Linked DNA regions of Hordeum vulgare: region 2 is linked to region 1. Evidence: chromatin contacts called from public Hi-C data. All regions are on one chromosome and are shown on one strand. Each heading gives the region's core, a stretch centred on a gene start, on an enhancer-like site or on the middle of the called end of the contact. The rest is flanking DNA. Distances are from core to core; before and after follow the strand shown. Region 1 holds the start of LOC123413545 (LRR receptor-like serine/threonine-protein kinase SIK1). Region 2 holds the start of LOC123407543 (spastin).

Evidence for each region. Hi-C and Micro-C count contacts between places; a contact is called where the count stands out from the background.
Region 2: a contact with region 1 is called in a Hi-C map of seedling, with 2.7 times the contacts expected there. The contact joins the promoter of LOC123407543 here to the promoter of LOC123413545 in region 1. A contact is called at or near these places in 2 of 6 Hi-C or Micro-C datasets (leaf and seedling).

The regions. Positions count from the first base shown.
Region 1 is chr7H:18,871,785-18,877,140 of MorexV3_pseudomolecules_assembly, forward strand. It overlaps LOC123413545 (LRR receptor-like serine/threonine-protein kinase SIK1), which reads right to left and starts at 3,184. Exons shown (of 26, transcript XM_045106477.1): 1 at 2,605-3,184; 2 at 2,192-2,263; 3 at 1,883-1,954; 4 at 1,668-1,739; 5 at 1,285-1,356; 6 at 1,025-1,096; 7 at 853-924; 8 at 691-762; 9 at 538-606; 10 at 348-419; 11 at 188-259; 12 at 33-104. The coding sequence starts at 2,837.
Region 2 is chr7H:19,013,193-19,018,687 of MorexV3_pseudomolecules_assembly, forward strand. LOC123407543 (spastin) reads right to left here and starts at 2,282. Exons shown (of 13, transcript XM_045100709.1): 1 at 1,938-2,282; 2 at 1,761-1,852; 3 at 1,246-1,271; 4 at 528-768; 5 at 346-441; 6 at 155-270; 7 at 1-63. The coding sequence starts at 2,203.

The DNA.
Region 1 (5,356 bases), core at 1,934-4,433:
AGTATTATCAACATCAGATAACAATCACTTACAGGTAGCTAAGTTTAGTCATGTTTCCAAGCTCCGGTGGTACTTCTCCAGTAAGTTTATTGCCGTGTAGATATCTGAATATAAATGGACCCAGAAAGTGTTAATAGAAAAGCAACATTGTTTCAGTGAAAAATCAGGTCTTACAAATGATACTAACAGTTTGCCAGTGTAGGATAAGTTGCCGAGTATCGGAGGAATGGACCCTACTAGTTCATTTTCGCTCAGATCACTAAGAACAGAATTGGACACAAAAAAGTCAGTATCGAATATTTCATCAGCCAAGACCTATGCAGAGAAAAGTGTTGTGTTTTACTCACAGAACAGCAAGAGCTTGCATGAGGCCAATCACTTCTGGAATTTTCCCAGTCAGTCTATTTCCTTGAAGCGACCTATGAAAGATAAACGCAAGCATTTAGCATAAGTCTGAATAATTATAACAGAGTAGAATATCACACTAGTGCAGATAAGCTAAAGTATAGAGAATTTGAGTAAAATCAGGAGGCTTACAGTGTAGCTACTTGAAGGAAACCTATGTTGTAAGGTATTTCTCCAGAGATTTTGTTATATGAAATGTCCCTGTGTTCCATAAATCAAATTCAATCAATAATATCCTGACAAATGAGCACCAGTACATCAATAAAATCTTAGCAAGCAACATACAGAATCTCAAAGCTGGTGCAGTTCCCTATGCTCTCTGGAATTGTTCCTGTGAGATTGTTTCCCCTCACATCACTGCGGATTTGGAAGAAATATCAGTACCGTTAATATCAGTTTGCATGATGATATAATAAAGCAGCATCTCCAAGTAAGAACAAAACTTACAAGTACCACAGGCCAGTGAGTTGGCACATGTCAGGTGACAAGGTTCCGGTGAGTGAATTACCCCTCAAACCTCTGAAAAATGAAGAGGATGAAAATGTCAGCATCTTCTTTTTATACCGATTGCCGAGCGAATCAGTAAGCAAAAATAACATGATGCAGGGGAACTTCTTACAGGTATTGTAGAACTTCATTCCAGTAGATGAGCCTTGGGATGTCCCCTGTGAGCTGGTTCTGGGCAAGATCTCTGTTCCAAGTAAACAATTGTACATCTCATTCACAAGAACCACATGGGGCAGAAAAGGAAAATGCCCCCACGATAAACACTTTTTAGGCAGCACAAAAGGGTAGGTAAGAAAAGGAAGATCATCAAGTCTTCCCAAGAATCCCATAATAAGTAGAGTCACGGGGAAAGAAAGGTACTAGGAAACTCACAAGATTTTGAGATTTGGAATCTGGGACAGTGTGGAAGGGATGGGTCCCGTGAGCTGGTTGTTCTTCAGAATCCTGCAGCCATAATAAGAGAGAAAAAGAAACATCATAACTCAAGCACTCTAAACCACAGAAACTTGGCTGCAATCTACAAACCACACAGAAGCAAAACTTAAACTAGTTTCATAGCAGTTATAACCCCAAAACATACTTTGCCCAAAAAAAATAATACAAAAAAAAGCAGATAAAAGCAAGCAGCCTCTCATTCCTTGGGATAACCCAAAACAACCCAAAGATGGGTGGAAAAGTGATCACAATCTCAGAAAAAAAAGGCATGTCTCTGCTAAAAGGCAGGCAAGATAAACAAATGATGATCCAGTGCTTACAAATCCTCGAGTTGCTTGAGCTTGGAGATGGAGAAGGGGATGTCTCCATACAGCAGGTTGAAGGACAAATCCCTGTATGTAGGACACACACACACAAGAAGAGGCACATGTCAACCGGTATAAAAATACTATAAACAAGAATCATCCATGTCTACAGCAAAAAGGTAGGAGTAGTATATAGAAGAATAAAAGAAGACCCGGATTGGGTGGCGTACAAGTATTTTAAGGAGACACAATCCCCAATCTCATCTGGGATTTGGCCTGTGAGCTTGTTCCCCTTGAGATCCCTGCGCAAGCAAAGGAAGCAAATCATTAGGGCTGAGATAAACTAATCCAATCTACTCCTAGGAGGGCGTGGTAGGCATGATAGAATAGTAAAGAGGCTTGTCACATCACGGGATGATGGGTCAAATCGGATGGATATTTTTAAAGAGAGAGGGGAAGATTCAGGCACAAAATCTTATGAAGATGCAAAGGAGGGGGATGGGGATGGGGATGGGGGAGGGATGGTGGTGTGTGCGTACAGGAACTGTAGGGTCTTGAGCTCCCCTATCGCCGGCGAGATCTCCCCTCCCAGGTTCAGATTTGACAGGTTCCTGCATTTTTTTATTTTCACCGGAGAAGATCAATCAGCCGTCAGAGATAGATAATACTAGTTCGTTTATAAGTAGCGAAACAAATATGTAGATGATTATGCAAGGAAGAAGCGAATGAATAATCCCATGAGAAAAGAGAAAGTACAGTTTTTTTTTATCCAGATATGCAGAGCAAGCGGGTTGCTTTCAAAGAGCAAGCCAACATCTTTCACACGCGGCGAGGAGCGGCGGCCGAGAAGCGAGACGACGGAGAGGGAGAAGCTTGTCGTCATGGCGTTCGCAATGCCGGCCGGAGGAGCAGGAGAAGAGGGGAGGGAGGGAGGGAGGGAGGGGGGACGTACAGGGAGAGGACGGCGAAGGAGTTGGCGTCGCAGGCGACGCCCCGCCAGGCGCAGTGGTCGCGGCCGCCGTCCCAGTCGGCGAGCGCGTTGGCGGCGTTGCCGAAGCCCGCCTTGACGTCCATCAGCGCCTCCCCGTCCCCTCCTCGGTCTTCCCCCTCCGCCGCCGCCGCCGCCAGCCGAAGAACCACCACCAGCACAGTCGCCGCCCACCGCCGCAGCGACGAGGGCGCCATTCCGAGGAGCAGCCCGCGCGCGACCTCCCTTCCCTTCCCGCCGCCGCCTGCGCACTCTCTAAGAAATCAAGAAACCTCCTTCCTCCCCGGACAGCCGTGGAAGCTGCTACTAGCCTACTACCACTGCCCCAGCACCGCCGCCGCCGCCGCCGTTCTTGCTCCTCCTCGCAGTCCCATCTGGTGAACGTATGGCGGAGTAGATGGGGGCGAGGGAGGGAGGGGGGGCAATGTATTTGTCGTGGCGATGGAGGTGGGGCGGATAGCGACGTGACTGCGGTTGCTTTCGGGGGGCAGCCGCTGCGCCGCGCTGCAGGGGAAGCAGAGCCGTGGTACCACCACCACCACCACCACCGAGTGAGAGGGAGGAGGGAGGCGGAGGGGGGTTAAGGCTGGCGGGGCGGGCCCCGCCCTGTCAGCGGTGATGGCCAGCTATGCGTGTACGAGCGGGGCCCGCCGCGTGGATCTCCCGTTTCCTTTCGAACGTCCTCGTGTCTCTTACCGCGCCGTCGATGACACGTGGGGTCCGCGGTGGTGGCCCGGTGGTGAGGTGTGATCGGACGGGGTGGCGGGCGGGGTTTAGGGGGAAAGGGGTTAAGGTTAAGATTAAAGGCTGGTTCGCGCGCGAAATGGGATCTCCCGCGGACGCTGCCGGTGGACCCGGCTCTTGTTTGTCGGACGGTGGTCATGCATGCATGCGGCGATCGTGGCGGCGTCGGTGGTGGCCGCCGCCGGCGGCGTACCGGCGGCGAACCGTTCGAGGCGAGGTGGACGGCGAGAGGGGGGAGGTCGGGCGTGATCCGTGCCGGGCATGGAGCTTGGGTACGTGTGGTGTGGTGTGGCGTGGCGATGGTACTACTACGTTCGTGGGCGTGCATGGATGTTGCGTGGCGGGGCGGGTTGCGTTTGATTGACTGGCTGATGGATGGGGCTGGGATTGATTGTGGTTCGTTGGTTAGATGGATGGGGGTTCGGCGGCTCAGCGCAAAGCAACGCTGCCATACAAGGACGGATTGTACAAGACATTCAAATTTGGTTTTGTTGAGAACTAGTAGCAGTACTGCTATACCTTGGTTTGGTAAAGGGCGTAGCCTGAGATTCGTTCGCCATTGTGTTGTAAAAAAAAAAAAAAGGGATTCGTTTGCTCGTTGGACATACTTTTCGGAACCGGCTTGGGGAGGTCCCACACACAATAGCCCAGAAACCGAACAAGCCTCCTCCGGTGAGGGTGTGAACGTCGCGTGGGTCGCTCTAGCTCGCCGCTCCAGAGCCAAGGTTCGACTATTTACGTCGGACGGCGTCCCCCGGCCCTAGCCACACCCGCTTCCTCCCTCTTCGCGTCGTCGGCCCGAGATCATCCACTTCTCTCCCTCTTCGCCTTCATCCTCCCTCGCTGTCCCCTTCCGCCATGGTCGAAAAAGATGACCACCTGTGCTATGCTAACGCCGGAGCGGCATTTTCAGATGCTCGAGGAGATCTGGGCTAGGCCCGCCGCCTAGATTGCAGCGGGCCTACCTCTGAATCGTTGGAGCCGGAGGAAGAGGAGGGGGAGCAACAACCGGTGCCCATGGAGGAGCATGAGGAAGATGAGGATGGGGCGGAGCCGGTTGAAGGCTTCACCATGGAGGACGCCATGACGGAGTTTGAGTTCGCCCAAAGTGGCAGAGATGATGGAGTAGACCGCGGTCCTGTAGTCCATCCAAGATTAGGCCTATGTCGAGGCCATCGAGTTGTTCATCCGACAAGAACGGGGAAGAGAACCTTTAGTGCGGTTAGAAGGAACAGTCACATTGCTCGATTAGTACTCTTCAACCCTACTTGAAAAATTCTACTTCCTTGATCAGTACCAAAAGAGGCATCAAGCAAGACATTCATACAAGCACGACACAAATGATGTCCTCCTGGCTACGGTAGTTCCTTGATCTAGTCTTCTTCATGTTTGCTTGTGTTTCCACAAGCTCTTCCTTTGTGGATCATCCTCCCTCTCACGACCATATGCCTTGTACATTGCTATGACATCACGTGTGATTCATCATGAAATTTGCGGGGTCATATTTCATCAACACTACAATCATCAAGGGCAAACACCTCACATGCGATCATTCCTAAATTGCATTACCAAACTTAATCCTGATCAATTTTGTGCCAAAGGTGCATAATAGTAATATAATCGCTGATCAAAGCTTTCATTTATTTAGAAAAGGAAGAATACCTCCAGCCGTGCATCGAAGCTTTCATTAACTTAATCAAGGAAGTTTGCTCCGCAATAAATACTACCCTTCCGTTTCAAAATATTTGTCTTAACTGAATACTAACTCTAATACAGTATAAACAGAGACATTTATTTTGGGAACGGAGGGAACTTGTGAGCCGCAAAAGACAAAGCAGAAGAACATCAAAAGCACGCACATGTACCCTGCAAAAAAAGGGAGACGCACATGCCCAATTAATAATTGCGCAATACCAGTCATTTTCAACAATAGGTGGACATTTGTAGAAGGCTAAAATGGATGAAACAACTA
Region 2 (5,495 bases), core at 1,032-3,531, 140 kb after region 1:
AGATGGTTGCCGTTCAACAGCAACCATGAAAAGTGTCCGAACAAGCTTTTCAGCCTCCCCTACCTGTGTATGCCAATGAAATAAGGTTGGTTCAGAGAGTAAAATATGCAAGTGAGTATCCGACTAAGTAACATAAATAGGGACAACCACATACCCACTTTGATGTCAACGAAGAAGCTGAAACATTAAAAAATGTTGCTTCAGATTCTGAAGCAACAGCTTTGGCGAGCATTGTTTTCCCATTCCCAGGAGGACCAAAGAGAAGCAGCCCTGAATAGTAGTTATGACTTATGAATTAATAGAAAAGATCCAGAGAAGGGAAACCTTGAGCATGAACACGTTTACCTTTCGCAGGCCTCCGAAGACCAGTGAATAAATCCCTTCGCTTAGTAGGTAAGATAACCATTTCCATGAGTGCTTGCTTTGCTTTGTCAAGACCAGCTACAGATCAAACCAGAGAACAATGACACCATGATTAATAATTGGGCTTGAGCCAGAGCGCACAAAGAAAGTCAATAGTTGCATACCAACATCATCCCATTTGACAGAAGGACTTCTATCCACGATTGTCGTATTTATCATTTCAACAAGCTTGTCATCATCCTTTCCACCAGCTCTTTGCACTGGCTTCGATCCACCATTGCTATTCTTCTGATGGGAGGATGCTTGACCACCTCTGTTAAAGGTAGGGCTAGACTGCAAAGCTGACTTACGGTAGCTACTTGATGCTGGTCTCTCGGGCCTATTTACTTGATTGTTTGCAACAACCTGCAGAAATAGAGTACATGGTAATGGAGAAAGACCTTTTTGACCAATGTGCTCGCTGCAAAGTACTCCTTAAAAAGAAAATACAGTTGATAACCTCAATATGTAACTATGTAACCCAGGCATCTAGCTAGCTTTCCTTTTCTTACAACAACTTATTTTGATCAATGTTTGCTATCGCAGGTAACAAGTAGTCAAGTAGATATAATACTAGCACTCCTAATCGTAAGAACTCACAAGAAAAAAATATTCATAGCGAGCAGACTTGGATTGATAAAGTAGAACTGCAGCAGTACCAAATCAACATATCAGTAAAACGCTGTTAACCGGGAAGGAAGCAAATAACAGGCCACGATCATTTTTACTAGAACACTAGGTAGAAGACAGTTCAGAATGTACCAAGTAGACACTAGGCAGTTGAAACTATCAGGCAAAAGTAACATGTACCACGTGTGAAAAATCAACACTAGAAGCTTATACCTTATTGGGGACTGGTGCAGCCGCTCCTACAATGCCAGAAAAAAAAAAGAGTTAACACCCAATTAATTGAAGTCCACAATTGGAACAGTAGGGAAATGTATGTAGGACCTATGTGAACAATCAAACTACTGGAAGTTAACTCCGAATGAATTATATTCCACAATCGCAAAAGTATGGCAATGTACAATTAACAAATGGAATTATATATTACCTCCGTCCCAAATTAGCTGTCTTAGATTTGTCTAGATACGGATATACCTAACACTAAAACGTGTCTAGATAATCTAAGATAACTAATTCGGGATGGAGGGAGTGGGTATGAACCCCTAAATTTCACACAATCCAGTGATTAATAACACAAAAAACTAGAGGTATGGCTGCAAGAATATTGGCTTCTTCTAATGTTTTTGGACTGAGAAGTGCAAACACATCACTGAACAAGTTTCACATGTGCACAACATTGAGAAGTGAGCAAAACTGAGGAGGAGGAAACGAAGAGGGGCGGAGAGGCTCACCGCTCCTCCGGCCGAGCACCCTGAGGCGCTCCTCCACCTGCGTCTGCCACTTGGCGATCTTGTCCTGGTACACCCTGACCTGGCCCCTCTCGCTGCAAAACCGAAACGCGCACGCCGATCAGCGACCGCAAACCCTAGCATAAATCTGCCGGAGGGAAGGGGGAGGGGACAGCTGACCTGGAGGAGACGGCGTCGGGGACGCGGGCGGCCTTGGCCTCGAGCATGACGCGGAGGGCGCTGCGGTAGTGCGCCTCGGCGTCGTCGGGGAGGCCCCACTCCTCGGCGCGCACGGCCTTGTCGATCTCCTCCTTGGCCAGCTCGAAGTAGCCCCGCAGCTTCACGGCCACGCGCTCCCCCACCACGGCCGCCGCCGGCGCGTCCATGGCCGGCGCTGCGAAGAGGAGCGACGAGAGGGAGTCCGCGAGCGCGCGGAGGAAGCTCATGCGCCGCCGACGGGGGGGAGCGTCATCGGAGATTCGCCGGTGGAAGTTTGCGTGGGGCCTTGGGTTGGGTTGCTGCTGTTGGGGGAGAGAGACCGGAGAGTCTAGTCCACTCGGCACGCGTCTCCGGTGGGCCGGGCTCGAAGGGCCCACGCTGCCATTTCTCGGGCTAGCTTAACTATGTTTGTCTTGCTCCCTGGGCCCACATGCTAACGCTGCTGGCCCGGCCCACTAACAAGCAAATTCTATTAGAGCGGGGAAAAACACCAAAAATTGAGTTATGAGGATTCGGAACGGTGCGGATGCATACGAAAACAGGTTAGGCTAACCACTGGAGCTACTGACATAGAGTAACGGGGAATACTAAAGAACAAACTAAAACCGCGTTGTAACAAAATTCGGGACTTCATAGATTTCATAAAGGGCTCACCAACATTCGAGGAATTCAAATAATTTGTTTCCAAAGGAAAGGGTTCACGTGTTAAAAATGATCATGAAATAATGAAAATAGTTCACTATTTCTTGAAGAAATTCCATAAATTGAAAAAGGAAATTCCTGAAAATTGAAAACAAATCAGTAATTTAGAAAAGTTGACGGTTTCGACAGGATTCATGGAGAAAAGTTCACGAATTTGGAAAAGTTCATGAAATACAAAATAGTTCAAGAAAAATGAAAAAAGTTCGCTAATTTGAAAAACCATGTTCACAAATTGAAAAATTTAACACGGGTTTGAAAAAGGTTCATGGATTTGAAATGTTTAAATATTTAGAAAAAGTCCATGCAATTTTCAAAATTTCCCTAAGTTTCTAAAAATTCATCAATTGAAAAAGTTCATCGGTCATGGAAATAGTTTATCAATTTTGGAAGAATACAAAGATCATCAATTTTTAAAAATAATTCATCGGTTTTGGAAAAGGTTCCATTGATTTTGAGAAATATTTATTCAATTTAGCAAAAGAAATAGCAAAGAATAAAAACAAACTAGAAAAAAAAAGGAAAAGGGAAAAGAAGAAAGAGGAAAGAGAAAAGAAGATGTAACTTCGCACGTCACGTGATGGTGGTGGGATGTTTGGCGCAGCATACGAATGAAGAGGGGGTCGCAAGTCCGAAACACACATGCGCGCAATTTTTTGGACGTTAAAAAAAGAATGGTGACGGGTCGGCCCACCGCAAAGCAGATGTGTGTGTGTGCATTTGCAAAATGTGTTGTCACGAATGTGTGAAGTGCTGAATAGGAAATGTCGTTTGTCTTCCCCTCTAAGAACTATGTTTGTCTTAAAAAATATCTAACTATGCTCTATCTAAATATCTACGTGGGGTTGTCTCAGAGAAAAATTGTCTACATGAGGCCTCTGGGCGACTCGCACATGCAATGATGCAATCGACCGACTGGGTCAACCTAGAAGTATAATGCCACTGTGGCTACGGAGCATGTGAACTATTAGCGGAGAGCTCCTAATCCATGCCTTATGAGCCCGCTAGGAGTCTTGGGGCCCACTAGGATGCATTGATGGGCTCTCCCATATCACCACTCGCGATCCAATTCCTCGACAGGGTGCATTGGGTCTTCGCTGATCGCATGCCTAGATGATGGTTAAATTAAAAATTATTTTATTCTTTCTCCAAAAAATCTCAAAATTTCAAAACTTTCATAGACTTTGAAAAAAAAAATCACAAAATTAAGCAAAAACACGAATTAGAAAAGAAAATCATGATTTTGGATTAAAGTTTATAAATTTTGAAAAAAGTACATCAATTTGAAAATAATATCAGAAATTTGAAAAAAGTTAACCAAAAATGTAAAAAATTATTAGTTCTGAGAAAAACAAACTATCGATTTGGAAACGAAGTTCATAATATAAAAGCAGTTCATGAATTTGGAAATGGTACATCATTTTTCTTTAAAAATACATTAATTATCATAAAAAATCATTAAATACAAAAGGGATACATCAATTTTGAAGAAAAATACCATGGATTAGAAAAAAGCTCATCAATTTTCAAACAAAAGTTCATGAATTTTAAAAAAACTTGCATTTTAGAAAATAAATGAATAACCAAAGTACAAAAATGAAAAATAGAAAGAGTAAAACAAAACAAAACAGGAAAATGCATTCCTCCGGTGTGGATTTTAAGAATAAAAGAACGAAACTAGTACATGAGATCGGGTTGCCATGTTGCTTATTGTCATCCGTACGCGAAAACCTGAGGAGCGTGGTTTGAATCCCGCGTGGCACTCTTTTTAGGGCAGTACTAGGAGCTGGTGCGCCGGTCCGAGCGCTCGCGCCGGTCTCAGCCCAGTCATCAGATCCACGGGCTGCACTGTTAGATCTCCCATGCAGCAAATATAGGCCATGACGCAGCAAATTTCGTCGACGGTTGCAACAAAAATATGATTGTAGCAAAAAATATCAACGTGGTCGTAGCAAAAAAAAGGACGTTGATGATGCATGATAGCAAAACAAAATATGGGTTGTAGCAAAACAATCTGATGAACTCGGGTTGCAACTCTCACGAACGTGTATGCAACTTTTTTGATGAACGGTTGCAGCAAAAAATGATACCGGTTGTAGCAAAAATCAACACAATTGTAAGAAAAAACAAACGCCGGTTGTAGCAAAAAATCCAACAAACTCGATTTGCAATCAAACGTGGATGTAACTTTTTTAATGGACAAATTGTAGCAAAAGTAGCAAATTTAAACGTGGTTGCAACAAATCTGGATGAAAAAATGTTACAAGCCATGGCCAGCCAGCCATGCAGGCCACGCGCGACCGGCCAAACGATTCGACCTACGCGCCGGCTGGAAGCGTTTTCCCTATTTTTATGGGGGTTTATGAAAAGAGTGAAGTGGGCCGGCCGCTTGTAACAAACCTGAGGAGTGAGGTCAGGTTTGTAAACTGCAGCCGCTTAAGGCGCCAAACATGAAATGCCTTGGTAGCCAGGGGAGATAATCAGCACTTGTGACAACAATTCATGCTTGTGACAACAACAATTCATAGGGTCACAAACATATAAGAAACCAACAACAATACAGATCCAAATATTATTGTTTTCGTATTTTTTTGTCTTGAAAATTTTGCTTTTAAACAATATTCATAAATTTTAAAAAAATGTTTAAAATTGCAAAAACAAATTGTCAGGATTTAAAAAAATCATGTTTTCAAATTTTCGGCTTGGAATTACAATACTTTTTTTCTTTTTCTTGAATTTATTCAAAATTCTAGAGAACATTTCCAAAAATATTAATATTTTAAAAATATCTTCACTTTCTTGGAGAATGTTCGGAATTTG